Regions from separate parts of the Sus scrofa genome. Here region 2 is linked to region 1. A link is a contact called in public HiChIP or PLAC-seq data. All regions are on one chromosome and are shown on one strand. Each heading gives the region's core, a stretch centred on a gene start, on an enhancer-like site or on the middle of the called end of the contact. The rest is flanking DNA. Distances are from core to core; before and after follow the strand shown.

What was found. HiChIP or PLAC-seq counts read pairs in DNA pulled down with a chosen protein or histone mark.
Region 2: an H3K27ac HiChIP or PLAC-seq map of skeletal muscle shows a contact between it and region 1. The contact joins two enhancer-like sites. A contact is called at or near these places in 3 of 47 Hi-C or Micro-C datasets (embryonic fibroblasts, fetal heart ventricle and heart right ventricle) and 1 of 2 datasets of contacts at active chromatin or transcription factors (skeletal muscle).

Annotation. Positions count from the first base shown.
Region 1 is chr8:86,166,190-86,169,724 of Sscrofa11.1, reverse strand. The region is part of intron 1 of RNF150 (RING finger protein 150); the gene reads right to left. Among named protein-coding and RNA genes, the nearest start is that of RNF150, 80 kb to the right of the region's middle. Within about 2 kb of position 1,579, at least 11 of the 83 cell types and tissues checked have an H3K27ac peak or open chromatin away from gene starts, as enhancers often do. A contact at or near this core is called in skeletal muscle, where this site is marked.
Region 2 is chr8:86,266,619-86,270,153 of Sscrofa11.1, reverse strand. The region is part of intron 5 of RNF150 (RING finger protein 150); the gene reads right to left. Among named protein-coding and RNA genes, the nearest start is that of TBC1D9, 130 kb to the left of the region's middle. Within about 2 kb of position 1,518, at least 12 of the 83 cell types and tissues checked have an H3K27ac peak or open chromatin away from gene starts, as enhancers often do. A contact at or near this core is called in skeletal muscle, where this site is marked.

The sequences.
Region 1 (3,535 bases), core at 330-2,829:
AAAGAACCTAAGTGCTTCTTCAGTGTTGGTTGTTTCAGATTCTCCCTGACCCTTCCAGGTTACCTTAACACAGATGCATGAGTATTGAGGGTAGGGAGATTATTTTATGGGCCTGAATTCAAGGTTGTGGTCCATGAAGCCTGAGTAGTATTTTTACTTCTGCATATCCACTGTAGGTTCTTTACATTATCTTTTTGAACCCTCATAACATCCTTGTGGGATACAGATTAGGTTTGAAGTCAATATGTTCTATTGAGATCTATCAAGATTTCCTTCTCTTCTTTATGGAAATTACACACTCATGTGCAAATTGACCCCGCATATTTTTCAAGGATACATACATAATTAAGGTGATACATCAAATATATCATAGAAGATGGCTTTCAGAAGGGGGAAAGAGTGCACATAACATAATATTAGTAGAATGACAGCAAAATACCTTATGAATGATTATGAAGGTCATCCCAATAGTATTCTCATTTTATCAGTAAGAAAATTGGCAGCTTTGAGAGGTTAAGAAACATGTTCAAGGGCATTGGCTGTTCAGGCATGTGCCAGAGAAATCAGGTGAGCACTGCAAAAATAATCTTTTCAATGCAACAAATGCTAAATTAAGCTCATCAAACCCTTCCTGGACCCTACTCCATTTAAAGTGCTCTGGTTTGGATTCTGGGTTTTAAATATGTGTACGTCAACGATTTGCCTTATTTCAAGCAATTATGCCAATGTAATGACCTATGAAGTTTACTGACCCATTTTTATTTACGTACACATCATCAATTACTATAATCACTCTTAGATAAATAATCCCAATAAAGGGTTCTTCTAATCCTTAAGTATAAATATCTTTACAATACATTTTATAAAAAATTGAAATTCAGATACAGCACATTTCTTGGTCAACGTCCTCTCATGGAAGGTTGAGTTGAAATAAATTATAAATGTAAAGGAGAAATGATTTTACAGGGAGTCCAAGAGTTCTCTTGTGGTGCAGTGGGTTAAGGATCTGGCACTGTCACTGCTATGGCATGGGTTTGATACCTAGAACTTTTAAATGCCACGGGTGTGGCCCTCCCAAAATAGGAAGAGCCAAAGAGAAGGGTCTAATTATATAGCAGGAGATACAGGAGACGAACAAAACTCAAAACACTTTAAAATTACAGAAATGCTGGAATTAATTACAGTTCTAAGATGGGACCTAGTACAACCGGCAAAAGATTATCAAATATCAACTTGGCCTGATTGCTAGTTGATAAAGTTTTGTCCCTCTCTCTTATAACTTTGGATGGGGCTAGGGGAGTTCTATTTCTATAAAGCTTCCAAATGTTGTTTCTTACCTAAATAGATCCTAACACTTGTCTTTAAATAGAACGCATTCTTTTCTGCTATTCACATTCATGGCTGGACTAGAGTCTATTCTTTGGTTGCCAAAGTTTGGGACAAGTTACATAAACTTGTTATTGAAGCATTCTAGGAAATACACAACCACAAGTCTGGGAGGAAGCTGCAGAGTAGATTTGCTTTCATAAAACTGTAATTTACTGACACCCACCGGGGCCAAAATTGAAGTTCACACTTCATGAGTCATTGGTTCCGTATCTTTGGAAGCATGGTGTATGAAGGATTCTTTTCAGATTGCTGACTGATTCCTAAGCTTCTGAACATCTGTGTTGCTCTGTTCTCATGACCATTTTTATTTTGTGTTTTTGCCAGCTGAAGATTAATTCAAATCAAAAGGCCATTCATCATGCTGAGTTTTCTCCACATTTATTCCACTGGTGAGATTACTGTAAGGGAGTATGGATTTGGGGACTCATAATTCCTGGGCCTGAGAACAAGGAGGTATGTTTGTGACTCCTACAAAGAGATATAAGGATAAAAGAAGGTATCTGACTTGTTTGACCTGGTTTGCAGTACACATTTGGATGCCATCATTTCTTTGCCTTTTAAATCTTAGCTTTTGCTCTAGACACCACCACCACCAACAAAAAAAAAGCTCCCTCTCCCCCTGTAGCTGGAACAACAACAACAGAAAAGCACTCAAATTCCATTTTAAAGTCCAGTCCAGACCTTCCCAGGTTCATGGGAGCACTGTGTGTGTGTGTGTGTGTGTGTGTGTGTGTGTGTGTGTGTGTTTCCCTGTTTTAATATTTCACAACTTGGCTACATCTGAAAAAAATTCAAAAAACATGTGGGGATTGGCTTTTAAAAGTTGCTAGTTTTTAACCTATGTTAAAATGCTATGACAGTATTCTGAGCTTGTCAAATGCCTTCAGCCTTTCCTGCTGAAGGAATTTTGACCTCTTCCTGCACCCCCACAGCTCTCCACTGTCAACAGGATTTTTATTTTAGCAGAGAAAGGCAGAGGCTGGCTCCGATCAAGGATCTGGGCTTGGTAACTCTGAGCACATTTCCAGAACTGATCAAAGACAGACGCACACAAAGATGGTGACTCATGGGATAAACTTTTCATCATAAATAAATAAGTTCCAGCAATATATCAGTGGATATCAGTCATAAATCATTTTACCTTGGAACCTTGGGAAAAAAAAAAAACAAAAAACAGAAAATGGGAGCCTAACAAAGAATCACATGTACAAGAAGATCTTCCAGGGATAAAGTCAAGGACAAGTAAGGCTGCTACAGACTGAATGACCCTGAAAAGGGCCCCATCTATCTTTGTTTCATAAAGGTACCTTGACTCTTTCCATCCCTCCTTCTGTTAAAACTGCATATTGTTGTTTTTTCACCAATGAATTTAACATATTCCATATTTCCACAGGATGTCATGTTTTCCTCTTGTCACTCAGAGGTGGTCAAAGCTGTCACCTGCAATGCCAAATTACCCAGGGAGCACCCTACCGGGGATGTACAGCCATTAACCAGAAGGGAAGTGAAGAGAACATGAGGATGCAATCTGAGAAATACAAGATATTGTGGAGAGGACCAGGAGAAATCCCAAACCAAGGAGAGTTGTCACCTCCCTTCTGTAAGGTCTTCAAAGACCAAGATCTACTCTGTAGCCTACCTTCACTTCCATGGGCTCATTCATTCATGTCGTATAAAGTCATATCTTACACTCCATGGAAAACCAAGTCTTGAATGGAACCGGTGAAATTCTGCTTTCTGTAACACAGCATCACTTGGCTGGGAATGTGTGGGGAAGACGTGGCAGGGTAATTCACAGCAACAGCTACCCAGGCAGCTAGAAGAAGCTACTGGAAATACAATGAAGGGCAAGGTCTCCATTCAGCTATGTTCTGGCGGAATGTCACAGATATAATTTTTTTATTTTTTTATTTTTGTCTTTTTGTCTTTTTGCCATTTCTTGGACCACTCCTGTGGCATATGGAGGTTCCCAGGCTAGGGGTTGAATCGGAGCTGTAGCCACCGGCCTACGCCAGAGCCACAGCAACGCGGGATCCGAGCCGCGTCTGTGACCTACACCACAGCTCATGGCAACGCCGGATCCTTAACCCACTGAGCGAGGCCAGGGATCGAACCCACAACCTCATGGTTCCTAGTCGGATTCGTT
Region 2 (3,535 bases), core at 269-2,768, 100 kb before region 1:
GTGAATGGTTTAAACAAGATCTATTCGGTGCTTCTGTGGGGAGCTGAAATGCTTCTTCAGAGCCTCTGAATCTTTTTTGCAAAGCTGTCAATGAACTAAGAGTGAGTATTTAATGAAAGACACTAATAAATAAACAATATCTACTGGATATTGAATGCCAACTATGTACCAAGCATGTTACATACATTTAAAATTTTTTTTGTCTTTTTTTTTAAAGGGCCGCAGCCATGGCATATGGAGGTTCCCAGGCTAGGGGCTGAACCGGAGCTACAGCCGCTGGCCTACACTACAGCCACAGCAACCCCAGATTCGAGCAGTGTCTGCAACCTACACCATAGCTCATGGCAACGCTGGATCTTTAACCCACCTAGGGAAGCCAGGGATCGAACCTTCGTCCTCGTGGATGCTAGTCAGATCTGTTTCCACTGAGCCACGATGGGAACTCCCTATTGCTAATTTTTTAAAAATTGAATTAATTTTAAAAATTAAGGTATAGTTGATTTACAATGTTGTATTGATTTCTGCTGTACAGCAAAGTGATTCACTTATACATACATACATACACTCTCTTAAAAAATATTCTTTGCACTGTGATGTATCATAGGACATTGGATATAGTTCTCCTGTGCTCTACAGCAGGATCTTGTCTCTTGGAATGGGAGGCTGGGCTTAGCAGATGTAAGCTATTAAACACAGAGGGGATAAACAACAAGAGCCTATATATATATATATATTATTAATTCACAACAGCCATGTGAGGTAGACATTGTTATTTCCATTTTATGGAGGAGGAAGCTGAAGTTGGTTAAAGTAAACGACCCAAAGAGGTAGTCAATTGCAGAGCTAGGACTCAAACCCAATCTTACTGACGCTATTTGTACCCAAATCTATATGCCACCACCCTTCCTCCCACTGCTAAACTGTCACAAGCAAGGCAGGGGGAGTTAAAGGAATTCAGTTTTATTCTTTCCCAATGTATTTTTGTGCTCGAGCCTCAAGGGGGCAGTACCTTCATTACAGGGGTTCGGCGCTGAGCAAAACCAGAGCAAAAGTCATCAGCCTTAAGTGTATTTACTTGGCAACAGAAGAGAAAAGCTGTCAAATACTGGCCTCATCAGGCCTATGCTTGGCTCTCAGGCTGCTTACTTTATTTGGGAAGAAGGTAACACTGGCCTCTAAATGCTCTGTCCCCCCCATCCCTGCCCCACCAAGTCTGGTAAATGTTGGTTGGCAGCTGCACGATTTTCCACAAATTTTCTACTTTGTACCATGAAGTACTATAGAAAGAAATACACACACACACACACACACACACACACACACACACACACACACACACATACACACACACACACACGTTTTTAAAGCTCTTTCCAGACTGGTTTCTCTTTCTTGCCCCCGCTTTCTAAAATACTAATGTGGTATCACTCCCCAGATTTGAAGTGCTTCAGCTGCTCCCCACCGCCTACGGCACAAAGTCAAAATGTCTGAACACAGCACAGAAAGAAGGCTCACCCATCTGGCCCCCTCACATCTGCTCCACCCCCATGTTTATCCCACACTCTTGCCACAACTCTGGAATGCCCTTCTCACTTTTACAAAAGTTTTTGGTGTTGCAAATCTAGCTCATAATTCAAGTCACAGCTCAGATGTCCCTTCTCTTCCCCGAATATCCCCCCCCCCCTTTTTCAGACTTTGCCAAGGAGAGTCAGTTTCTTTTCCTTTTCTTCTCATTCTGTTTTCTCACATATGTGGCAGCAGCTGCGTATGCGTTCCAGTTTCAGAGTTTGAAGACTGCTCCTTAGCTTTGGCGTAATTTAACTTGCCTGTGGTTCAGTTTTCTATTCTATGTTTTATGACAATGTCTTTTAATTGACAAACTTCTGAAGTAATATTGCCTGCAATAACCCATCAGAGGGTTTTTATTACAAGGAAAGGACAAAGGACACAAAGAAGAACGAATGAAGCCCAGAGTTGGTTGAAGGAAAGAAATAACAAAGATTAGAACAGAAATAAATGAAATAGATGCTAAGAAGACAATGAGAAGATCAATGAAATGAAGATCTGGTTCTTTGAAAAGATAAACTAAATTTATAAGCCCTTCACTGGACTCACTAAGAAAAAAGAGAAAGGACCCAAATGCATAAAATCAGAAATGCAAAAGGAGGTACTAAAATTGATACCACAGAAGTACAAGTGATCTTGAGAGACTATTATAAAAAATTGTATGCCAACAAATTGGACAACCTAGAAGAAAGAGAGAAATTTCTAGAAACATACAACCTACCAAGACTGAATGTTATAAAACAGAAATTCTGAAAAGACTAATTACTACTAAAGAGATTGAATCTGTAATCAAAAACCTTCAACAAGTAAAAGTTCAGGACCAGACAAAGTTACTGAATTTTACAAATACTCAAAGAAGAACCAGTACCAACCCTTCTTAAATTCTTCCAAAAAGGTAAAAAAGATGAGGGAACTTGTCTAGACTCATTTTAAAATTACAAGGTAATTTTATCATTGTCCTGCTACCAAAACCAGACAAGGGCCTCACAAGAACGGAAAATTACAGGAGATCCCATTGTGGCTCGGTGGGTGGAGAACTCAACATGGTGTCTGCAAGGATGTGGGTTCAATCCCTGGCCTTGCTCAGTGGGTTAAGGATCTGGTGTTGTCACAAGCTGTGGTGTAGGTCACAGATGTAGCTCAGATCTGGCATTACTGTGGCTGTGGTGTATGCTGGAAGCTGCAGCTCTGATTCGACCCCTAGCCTGGGAACTTCCATTTGCTGCATGAGCAGCCATAAAAAGGAAACAAAAACAAAATAAAAAAGAAAAGAAAATTACAGGCTAATATCAGTGATAAACAGATGCAATAATCCTCAACAAAATGTTAGCAAACTGAATTTGGCAATACATTCAAGTGATCACACACCATGCACAGGCTGGCAGCTGCAACTCTGATTTGACCCCCAGCCCAGGAACTTCCATATGCCATGGGTACAGCCATTAAAAAAAGAGTCATATGATCACCTCTATAGATGCAAAAAAGCACTTGACAAAATTCAACATTCATTTATGATAAAAACGCTCAACAAAGCAGGTGTGGAGGGAAAGTACCTCAACAGTATAGGTCAGATATGACAAACTCACAGATAACATCATATTCAATAGTGAAAATCTGAGAGGATGTCCACATCAGCCACTTTTATTTGACATAGTATTAAAAGTACTAGCCAGGGCATGTAAGTAAGAAAAGGAAATAAAAGACATCCAAATTGGAAAGGAAGAAGTAAAACTGTCACTACCTGCAGATAACATGATATTATATAGAGAAACCCCTAGTGACTCCTTTAAAAATTGTTACATGAATTCAGTAAAGTTGTAGGATATAAAATCAATACACAAAAATCTATTGTAATTCTATACATTAATAATAAACTATCAGATAGAGAAATGAAGAACAATCTCATTTACAATGGCATCAAAAAAGAATAAAATACCTAGGAATAAATTTAACCGATGAGGTTAAAGAC